2 separate regions of the Mus musculus genome follow, and region 1 is linked to region 2. The links are chromatin contacts, called in public HiChIP or PLAC-seq maps. All regions are on one chromosome and are shown on one strand. The core of a region is the stretch at or near the end of the contact, and the rest is flanking DNA. Distances in the headings are between cores, read along the strand shown.

What was found. HiChIP or PLAC-seq counts read pairs in DNA pulled down with a chosen protein or histone mark.
Region 1: a contact with region 2 is called in an HNF4G HiChIP or PLAC-seq map of pancreatic cancer cells. The contact joins the promoter of Cldn3 here to the promoter of Stx1a in region 2. A contact is called at or near these places in 7 of 39 promoter capture datasets (cranial neural crest, embryonic stem cells, frontonasal cranial neural crest and 3 more), 2 of 15 datasets of contacts at CTCF or cohesin (the G1E-ER4 cell line and embryonic stem cells), 4 of 484 Hi-C or Micro-C datasets (the G1E-ER4 cell line, embryonic stem cells and liver), 6 of 115 datasets of contacts at active chromatin or transcription factors (embryonic stem cells, pancreatic cancer cells and trophoblast stem cells) and 3 of 9 other capture datasets (adipose tissue, liver and pancreatic islet).

Annotation. Positions count from the first base shown.
Region 1 is chr5:134,983,029-134,988,155 of GRCm38.p6, reverse strand. It overlaps Cldn3 (claudin 3), which reads right to left and starts at 1,942. Exons shown (of 1, transcript NM_009902.4): 1 at 680-1,942. The coding sequence starts at 1,711. The coding sequence ends at 1,052. Wbscr25 (Williams Beuren syndrome chromosome region 25 (human)) reads left to right here. Exons shown (of 5, transcript NR_026907.1): 5 at 566-723.
Region 2 is chr5:135,020,327-135,025,586 of GRCm38.p6, reverse strand. Stx1a (syntaxin 1A (brain)) reads right to left here and starts at 2,105. Exons shown (of 10, transcript NM_016801.4): 1 at 1,977-2,105. The coding sequence starts at 2,006.

The DNA.
Region 1 (5,127 bases), core at 693-3,192, 37 kb after region 2:
GGTCCCTCCCTCCCTTGAGGGCACTGGGAAGAAGGTGGGGTGGCCTTTCCCCTCATCTCTCCACCTCCAAGTCAGAAGACTTTGCCAAATGTCCCTTTTAGGTGTCCCCCAACACTCCCAGTGCTGGGAATGGAACCCAAGCCCCATGCATGCTACACAAGTGTCCTACCACTGAGCCACATCCCCACCGTCTGTCTGAATGGCAGTCCTTTAGGTGAGGCATTTGGTCTGAACAATAGGTCTTTTTGTTCCACGTCTCCAAATATGAAATCTCGGTAGAGAATGTAATTCTTTAGCTTGCACATCAGCTACCCCAAATGCCCGGAGCAAGGCTGTGGATACAAGCACAAACCAACTAGGCTGTCCCAGAGAAGAGTCCCTGTGTTCTTCCCCTTGCCCCTCTCCAGCAGAGTTCCTCATACGCCCTCTGGCTGGATTGCTAGATAAACCTCGCTCGCCATAGGGTCTGTGGAGATCAGTGCTGGGATATCTCCCAAGTGTTACCCACCTAGTGAGCACAAAAACTCATGTGTACCCCCACTTTCTCCTTACTCAACCTGTGAAGCTGTTTAAAGCTCGCTGCCCGTGATGAGGGCTATTCGAGGGACAGTCCCCAGCAGGTGCCCCGTAGGGGAGGTGGTAGCCTGTGCGGTGGCGTTCAGGATAAGGAAGCTCCAGCGACTGCAAAAAACGAAAGACTTTTATTGAAAAATATGAAATGGCCCGTTTCATGGTTTGCCTGTCTCTGCCCACTGTGAGCTTCTGCGGGGCTGGCAAGTAGCTGCAGTGGCCACCCCAGCCCAGTTCTTGGGAAGGGCGAGGTTTCTTTGTCCATTCGGCTTGGACAGTTCCTAGGCCCGGTAGTCAGGTGGCAGCCGGAGAAGGGGAGATGCCAGCCTGTCTGTCCTCTTCCAGCCTAGCAAGCAGACTGTGTGTCGTCTGTCACCATCTGGAAGGTGGGGTGGTCTCAGACGCGAGGCTGCACGCTGGACGGGTGGGGTTCATCGACTGCTGGTAGTGGTGACGGTACGGTCTGCGTGCACCCGGCCCCTCAGACGTAGTCCTTGCGGTCGTAGGCGGTGCCGGTACCGGTGCCAGGGCCGGTGGATCGCGGCGCAGAATAGAGGATCTTGGTGGGTGCATACTTGTCGCGCGGTGGGCAGGAGCAACACAGCAAGGCGCCCCCTAGCAACTGCAGCGCGGCGGCAGCCCAGCCCACGTACAACCCAGCTCCCATCTCCCGCTTCTGGGCCTCGGGCACCAACGGGTTATAGAAATCCCTGATGATGGTGTTGGCCGACCAGGACACCGGTACTAAGGTGAGCAGAGCCGCCAACAGGAAAAGCACTCCCGCCACGATGGTGATCTTGGCCTTGGCCGTCTCGTCTTGTACGCAGTTGGTACACTGGGCGCCCACGAGCGCCACGAGGAGCCCGAAGGCGGCCAGCAGGATGGACACCACGATGAGGGCTCGGGCGGCCTGCAGGTCCTGCGGCAGGGCCAGCAGCGAGTCGTACATTTTGCACTGCATCTGACCGGTGCTCTGCACCACGCAGTTCATCCACAGGCCCTCCCAGGTGATCTGCGCCGTGATGATGCTGCTGCCGATGAAGGCCGAAACGCGCCACATGGGAAGGGCGCAGCACACGATGGTGCACAGCCAGCCCAGCACGGCCAGCGACGTGCCGGTGATCTCCAGGCCCATGGACATGGCTGCTGGACTTGAACCGGCTCGGCCGGGCAGCTCAGGGGACTGGGAGACCAGGGATCGCGGCCGCTGGACCTGGGAATCAACTGCCCTTCGAAAACTGACGGACGTCTGTCGCCGGGAACGACGGGTGGGTGGCAAAGGACGGAGCGCGCTTAACGGCTCCTCTCCTGGGGCTCGCACAGAGACTGCCCCTGCACCTGCCTGTGGCTTTGGAGACTGGCTTCTGAGACTGGGTTGGCTCTGGGATGGGGTGGGTTGGACTTAGCTTGGTGCCTAGAGGAGGAGGGTGGAGCTCGCTCTTCTGGCCCAGGGGACAGTGACGTGTGTCCCGTCCAGTCCGGTCCGTCCTCCCCAACCCCCTTCACCATAGGAGAAAGGATTTGGCTAGAACCTCAATGCTGAAGTGTATGTGTTGTGTGTGGCGGGGGTGGGGGTGGGGTGGGAGAGTGTGTATCGAAGGAGGGCGGGGTCGTCTAAGCTCCCTCCCTTCCCAACCTCCCCAAGCTCCTTAAGCATAACGAATTCTCTAGAGCTATACAGAGTGGGAGGGGCGCTTCAAGGATTTGAAGTGCAAATCACCAATTGTAAACTGCTTGACTCTCTTGTCCCCCACCTCCGTCTTCTTTAGCGCGGGAGGCGTAGGATGGAGGCGCGGCCAATTCCTCTGGACAACCCGGACTGGGAGGACCTAGGTGGGGGCGTGGCTGAGGCTGTTTGTCGCCGTAGGTGGATGGAATTGTAGCACCTGCTCCAAGTCCCTCAGGCTTTGACACAAGCACTCTGGCCTTGTCCAAGTGCAACCTGATATACAGAACTCTGAAACCAGGGACAACGACCACCTGCAGAGCCCACTCTGCACCTCAGGGACCGGTGTTGAGTTCAAATTCTTGTCCAGCACCCTCATGTGACCTGGGCTGGTGGCAAGCCTACATGGCTTAGCTCAAATGCCCGCCCACCTAGAAGCTGCTTTCCCCCACGGAGGTTCTCTAGATGGAGTCTTGTTTTCTTTCCTTTGGGGGTGGGGGCGGGGCAGAGTGAGTACCAGGGTGAGTGAACAGTGGGAAAGAGATTTGATACACATGAGAAAAAAAAAAGACGTCTAGCCAGGTGTGTTGGCTCCTGCCTGAGGCTGAGGCAAGCAGACAGCTGTGAGTTCAAGGCCAGATACAGCGAAACTGTGTCTCACAACTCCTGTGCAGAAGCCCTGTGCAGCATGCCATGCCTGTAGTCCCAGAGCTTGGGAAAGTGGAGGCAGGCAGGAGTTCAAGACCATCTTGGCGACACGGAGAATTCAAAGCCAGATGGGCTACATGAGACCCTGGCTCAAACAAGCTACAAAGTAACACCAAAAAAGCCCCCAAAACACCAATTCCTTTTGCCTCCGGACACTGACTCCCCTGCCGCACACCTTGGGGTGGCGCATGCTCCGACTTCTCCCGTTGCCTCTTCCCTTCACCTCAGCTAGGATACAGCTCTTTTGGTTTAGTTTCCTATACATCCTCTTCGAGGACCCGTGCTTGGGGTCCTTTCTCCATGAGACACTCCTACAGCTCTCCGCATAGCTCACTGACCTCGCTTCATAGTTTCAGAGGCTGGAGATGGAGCTCAGTGGCTAGAGTGCTTGGCCAGCCTGCACGAAGCCTCTGGTCTGTCCCTGGCACGGAATAAACCCTAATAGATGGATGGCACTTCAGCAAGCACCACACCGAGATCCTCCCCAGCTGATTTGGAGGTCAGTGTGGGTGGCTTGGAACCCTGCACCCAAATAGAAACAGGACAACAAAATCGTCCCAGCTTCTTACCCACAATGCCACGTTCTTTTTCTGTTTTGTTTTGTTTTGTTTTGTTTTCGAGACAGGGTTTCTCTGTTGTAGCCCTGGCTGTCCTGGAACTTGTGCTGTAGACCAGGCTGGCCCGGAACTCACAGATCCACCTGCCTCTGCTTCCCATGTGCTGGAAGCACTGTTCTCTTTGCCACTTTGATACCTTTGTTTTCTTTCATATTTGACATTATCTAAAGTGGCCTCTGGCTTTCCTTTCTTCCCCCCTCCCTCCTTTTCTCTCCCTGCTTTCCTTTTTTCTCTCCCTCCCGCTCCCTCCTCCCGGTCCCCCCCACCCCGCCCCCTCCACTCCTCCCCGCCCCAGGGTGGCCTTAAACTCCAGGTTGTTTTGCCTCCCCTGCACAAGTGGCAAGCTTCTTTGTGAGAGAGGCCACGCTTGGTTTCTCATTTATTTGTTTCTTTGTCTCTGCTCCGGTCTGTTACCACCACCAGGACATTCAGAATGTTCCAAGGACAAACATTTTTGCCTGTTTTATTATGTGACACTCCCGATGCCTAGAACAGGGCTGGGTGCTCTGAGAGGTAATTGACTTAGCACTTTCCCTTGTTTCAGCAACCTGTCCTGCCAGGGCTCTATGTCCAGGGATGACCTCGTGTTGTGAGGGCCCCAGGGGCTTTGCAATTAGCTAGGAAGCTGAGATCCATCCAGCTAGATGAAGGCTTTCTGGAGGCAGATGGTCCAGAGGACAAAAGCCCTTGTTTTCAAGCTTGACAACCTGAATTTGATCCCTGTTACTTCAAAGATGAAAAAAAGCCCATTCTCCAAAGTAGTTCTTTGACCTCCCCGTGCTTGCTGCAGTACACACACACACACACACACACAGAGGAACAGACACCCACACTGACATACACTCTTATACATACACAGACACACACACTGACATACACTCTTACACACACACACACACACACACACATACACACACACTGATAAACACTCTCACATTTACATACATACACTCACATATACTCATACACACTCACACCTACACTCATACACACACCCACACACACTCATACACATACACTCACACATATTCATACACACACACACATATACTCACTTACTCACACAGGTACTCAAACATACACGCATGCACTGAATAACTAAATAAAATAAAAGTATAAACTTCATTGAGTTGGACCTATATTTTTTTCCTGGTACAGCCCCAACTCTCAGATCACAAATACTCAGACTCCACCCTCTTCCTTCAGAGTTCAGACCCTGGGGTGACAGAAGATTCCAATAAACAGTCCACATGGAAACCAGGGCTCTGTTTCTTCTCAGTGCAAAGGTCTTGGGCTGGTCCTGATGGGCAGGGCTGGGAGTGCCAGGCCACAAAGCCCAGCTGGTGCAGGGTCAGGGCTCTTCTGGAAGGAGTTTAAGCCCAAGGTACTTAATAAATGAAATAAAGATGCAAGTCTTTAATAGAGTGCTGGGTGGTGGGACTTGGATTGGATGGAGGAGTGCGGGGGTGGGGGGGGGAGGTGGAGGGGGGTGGAGCTGGGAATATGGCTCTGTCTATAAAGGGCTTGCCACATAAGAATGAGGACCTGGGTCCTGTGCCCTGAACC
Region 2 (5,260 bases), core at 856-3,355:
CACAAACTGGAACTCCAGGAGAGCAAGGGATTTCTAAGAATGACAGCAGCCCCCAAGACTATTTCACCCCAGCCATGCTTGGAACAGCTAGGACCACTCCCTTCCCAACCCCGGTCAAGGCCAGATAGCTGAGAGGACTGTCTCTAGTGGATTTGATGCCTGGGTTGGGTAGAACGCATATAGCGTTAGTTTGAAGTCAAGTTTGTCATCGCTATGCAGGGCTACCCAGGACAGTGTTGGGGCCATAGCTCTAGGTTCAAGCTTTTTACGACCCAAGCTGTCTGACCCTGATCAACTGACCACTCCTCCAACAAACAAGTGGGCCACTTTTGCTGTGCCTCAGTTTCAGCTTTAGCAGAGAGGCTGAAGGCTGATAAGCGAAAGGCTGCTACCACGTGGAAAGGCCTGTGTTCGTGGCTTGTGGTTTCCTCATACAATCATGACAGTCACACGGGTTGGGGCACACGTTGGGGTGACCACATCACTGCCATCTATCACCTGGACATGCTATCTGATTCAATCTGTCACCAGTCTGACACAATAGTGTGTGCTGTCATCTCAGCACTCATGAAGTCGAGGCAGGAGGATTGCTTTGAGTTTAAGACCCAATGAGACTATATAGTTCCAAGCCACCCTGGGGTACAGAGAAGGATTTTACATAAAAAAAAAAAAAAAACAAAAAACCGTAAAACATAAAAACACCGGAAACTTGAGGGCAACGACAAGGGGCGGGTGGGGAAGTGTTTAAACACTATATATGACTTGAAAGGCTGTCTGTTTCCTTTGAAATAGATGAGGCACTGGGCATCCAGCCAGGAATAATACAGGTCTGAAGGCATGTGGGGGTCGCTTGCAGGTCAGGAACAGGATGAAGGCTAGACTGGAGAGCATAGATATGGCTGGTATTATGGTAGAGGGATCCAGGCACAGATGGAGAAGCTAGGCAGAAATCACAGCCATTAGGTCAAAAGCCCCAAAACAAAACTTTCTATGAAGGGCTGTAAGTGGGGCACAAGATGAGAGGGATCTAGGACGCCACCCAGCTTGGGGGGACACCCAGAAATCAACGGGTGGGGTTTGCTGAGGAATCAGATATGACAATCTGATGTGGCGCCCTTATTTAACCCTCTCACGGGAGAGCTTAATTTCTGTCCCTCTAGGGTCTGAGGCCAGAGAAGGGCACTCCCCTGTGTTAAAAGTGGGGTCTCATGATTGAAGGATCATGGGCTCTGACTTAGAACCTTTCTACTGCCTTCTACTCATCTCGAAACCCCGCCCTAAGAGCCACACCCCAGAGGCCTCTCTCACACAGGTAGGAAAATAGATCCAGGTCGCAGTTAGACCTGGCAATCCGGGAAGGGTCTGGGAAATGACAGCCTGGGTTGCCTGGAAGCCCAAAGGTGGACCAAGGGTAGATATGGTTGAGTCCTTTAATCCAGAGCAAGCCGGGTATCCCTAAAGCGACCAGGGTGGATCGGGAGCCACAGGTGATGGGAGCCACAGGTGATGGGGAGCCCCAAGAGACGGCTCCCGCAGAGGCCACCCCCACCCGGCGGCCTCGTTTCCGCAGCGCGCCCAAGGATGGGGTTGGGAGGGGAACTCTGGGCAGGGGGGTGGGAAGGAAACGAGAGGTTCAGCCTCCAGGGGACAGTGCAAGGACGGTGACAAGCGGGCGAAGAACGGTCACGATTTTGCATCCCGCCACCGAAACCCCTTAACAGCCCTCCAAATCGCCCCAAACAGGAACGCCCTGAAAAGTTCCTCAAAACCCCAGGTTCTAGCCATCAGTCCCGGTGCTGAAGGGCTCGAGTCCGTGACCAGAAGTAGATCGGAGGGGTGGGACTCCCATGGGGGTTCGAGGGTCCCTCAGCTTTGCAAGGCTCCCTCCGTCCCCTTGTAGGTGCCTCGGTGGCATGCCGGAACAAAGTGGAGAATTACAAGACGCCGGGTGAGCGGCGCACGAGGATCGGACTCACCGTGCGGAGCTCCTGGGTTCGGTCCTTCATGCTCCCGGGAGTGGCAGTAGGCGCCGGCTGCAACCGAGTAAGTCCCGCATGCGCGGATGCCGCCCCGCGGCTGCGCAGCGCCAGCCCGCGCCCCGCCCCAGTCCCTGGGACCCCCAAGCCCAACCCCAGCTGGCCACGCCCATCATGCTTCCACGCCCGGATATATCCCGCCCAGGGCTCCGCCTACGGGGAGCGCAAAGGGGTACAAACCCAGCCCTCGGGACCTGGTTCCTCCCCTCGTCAACTAGTGATCTCTGTCTAGATGCAGCTCCAACTCCTTGGCCCTTCTCTGCCCCAGCCCCCACCTCTGCTCAGCCACCCATTATCTAGATAGACCCTGGATTCTGACTCTTAGAGTCCTTCCTTTCCCCTGGATTTGCTGGAGTGGAACCCTTTCCACTTTGTTCAATGATAGTCTCACTGTGTAGCCCAGGCTAGCCTTGAACACCTGCTCCTACCTCAGCCACAGGAGTACAGGTTTTGCAGACATGAGCCTCAATGCCAGGTTTGAAAATCCCTTCTTGAACCGACCCCCGGCAACCCCCTCCAACCACCCATCCTGTCCTGAGATGGCTGAACAGGTAAAGATGCTTGCCACTAAGCTTAAAGATCTGAGTTCCAGCGGGGTGATGATAGCACATGTCTTTAATCCTAGTAGGCAGATCTCTGAGTTCAAGGCCAGCCTGACCTACAGAGCAAGTTCCAGGACAGCCAAAGGTACGCAGAGAAACTCTGTCTTGAAAAATAACAAACAAACAAACAAACAAACGATTGGAGTTCTAGCCCTGGGCCCCACGTGACTGAAGAAGAGCATTGGATTCTGTAAATTGTCCTCTGACCGCCACATGAGTGAGCTCCGTGCTTCACATATATGCAACCACACGATGGAGGCAGGAGGCACATGGCCAAGTGAATATAAAGTAAAATAAAGCCCTCTCTGTAGTGGTCAATTCTAAACCTTCCCACCTTTCTGAGCACCCCCCTGTCTCCAGACCGGGTTGCTGCCTCTTTACTCTCCCCAGAGTTTCTCAGCTCACCTGTTCGATTCAATTTGACTGCCTTTCTCTTTACACACAATACATACATACATACATACATACATACATACATACATACATACATACACAAACAAATAAATGAAATGTTTAAGATATTTAAAAGGAAAAAAAAAAAAAGCTTGCCACCCCCACCCCTCCATGCCTCCAGCCCGGAGTTCAAATGCCAGGCCTGACGTCTTATTTCCTGTGTGGAAGCTGTAGGCTGTTCAAACCTAGGCCCAGTGGAAAGATCTCAGTGGTCCCTGCAGAGCAACGTGAACGGTATGCTGGTCCCTGTAGAGCAACGTGAAGAGCCTGCCGGTTGGCAGACATGTACCTTTTAGCTTCCTGCCAGCATCTTGTTACAGAGTACACACACACACACACACACAGACACACACACACACAAGTGGTCTCAGGCTTTCTTGACCCCAAGCCAAGCACACCCACACCTCCTTGTACACTAGAGTTACCAAGGCACGGTTCTGGATTGGATCCAGCCTCCTGCTGCCCAGTGTGTCTGGCCCTGGCACCTCTCCCAGACTTTCAGTGCAGGTTAGATGGCTGGCTGACAGGCACGCTGGGACACGGGCTCAGCCTCCCCTCCGTCCCTAGAAAAATCTGACAGGAGACAAATGTGTCCTGGCACGGGAGAGAGCCATAGCCTTTCCGGTTGTCTAGACATCAACATTATGCTATATTTTATTTTTAATATTTGTTACATCATTTATTTGTGTGCATGAGAATGCCACGGCTTACACAGAGAGGTCAGGACAACTTGCTGGAGTCAGTTCTCTGCTTCTGCCTTGTGTGTCCCAGAGACCAATCCAAGTCCTTAGGCTTAGCAGCAAGTGCCTTTACTCAATGAGCTCTCTCTCTCTCTCTCTCTCTCTCTCTCTCTCTCTCTCTCTCATACACACACACACAAGCTGGCCTCAAACTTGCTATGTACCTGAAGATGACCTTGAATCCCTGATCTTCCTCCCTCTGTATTGTTCCCCTACTCCAAGGTCCCCAAACAAACCAGGTAGGCATATTGCAACCAGACTTCACCGTGGGCTACCAATGAGTCTATTGGCCTTACTCCCATTGGTGAGGGGTTTCTTCCAGGTGAATAGATGCTCCCTCAAGCTACCCCCTCCCCACAGTGGTCTGAATGGGAATGGTCCCCACAGATCCACAGGGAGGGGTAGCCTTGTTGGAGGAAGTGTGTCACTGTGGGAGTGGGCCTTGAGGTTATACATGCTCAAACTATGCCCCGGGAGGTTCACGGTCTCCGTCTACTGCCTGTGGATCAAGATGTGGATCTCTCAGCTCCTTTTCCAGCATCACTGCTGCCTGCATACCACCATGCTTCCCGCCTTGATGATAATGGACTGAACCCCTGAAACTGTAAGCCAGTCCCAATTGAATGTTTTATTAGAATTGCCATGGACAGAGTATCTCTTCACAGCAATGGAAACCCTAAGATGTCCCCCAAGTGATTTTTTTCATGGTTGCATGGATAGAGCCCCTCCCCTAGATCTCCCCACATTTATACCCTAGCCCCTCCCTAAAGCATCACCCCCATGCACCATAGGAGGGCAGAATTGTATACAACTGGTTGAGAGGGGTGCCTGGATACTCACTGAGAGTCCCATGAACCTTTCTGCTCCCTCCTTCTCTGAGAAAAGATCTACTATGAACAGGCCCAGCCAGGCTCCTGAAGATGGTGGAACATCTGTCTACAACAGCCTGCCTCCCAAGTGCTGGGATTACGGACGTGTGCCACCTTTCCCATTTTATGCAGAGCTGTGGAGGAAGCCTAGGGTTTCATGCACGCTAGGCTAGCATTCTACCAACCGAATTACAAGTCCAGCATTTTTTTTTTTCTTTGTATTTTGAGACAGCGCCTCACACTGCTAGCCTGGGATATATTATGTTATGTAGCCCAGGCTAGCTTCAAATTTAAGACCCTCCTGCCTCAGGCTCTTGAGAGCTGGGAGTACAGGTGCCACACAGTGTGCCAGGATACTTTGCACATCTCCTCTCTCTGTCCTCCACATGGCCAATTTGACTGACAGGAAGCTGCCTAGCCCCGATCTAGTGGATTTCCTATACATAGGGAGCGGAGTGGGTCACGGCTATGTCCTCAGAACTCAGTATCTGTCTGTGGGGTGAGACTTCAGGAAGATGAGAAACTGCTGCTTCCTGAAGAAAGCCACGCTATCTTGCCAA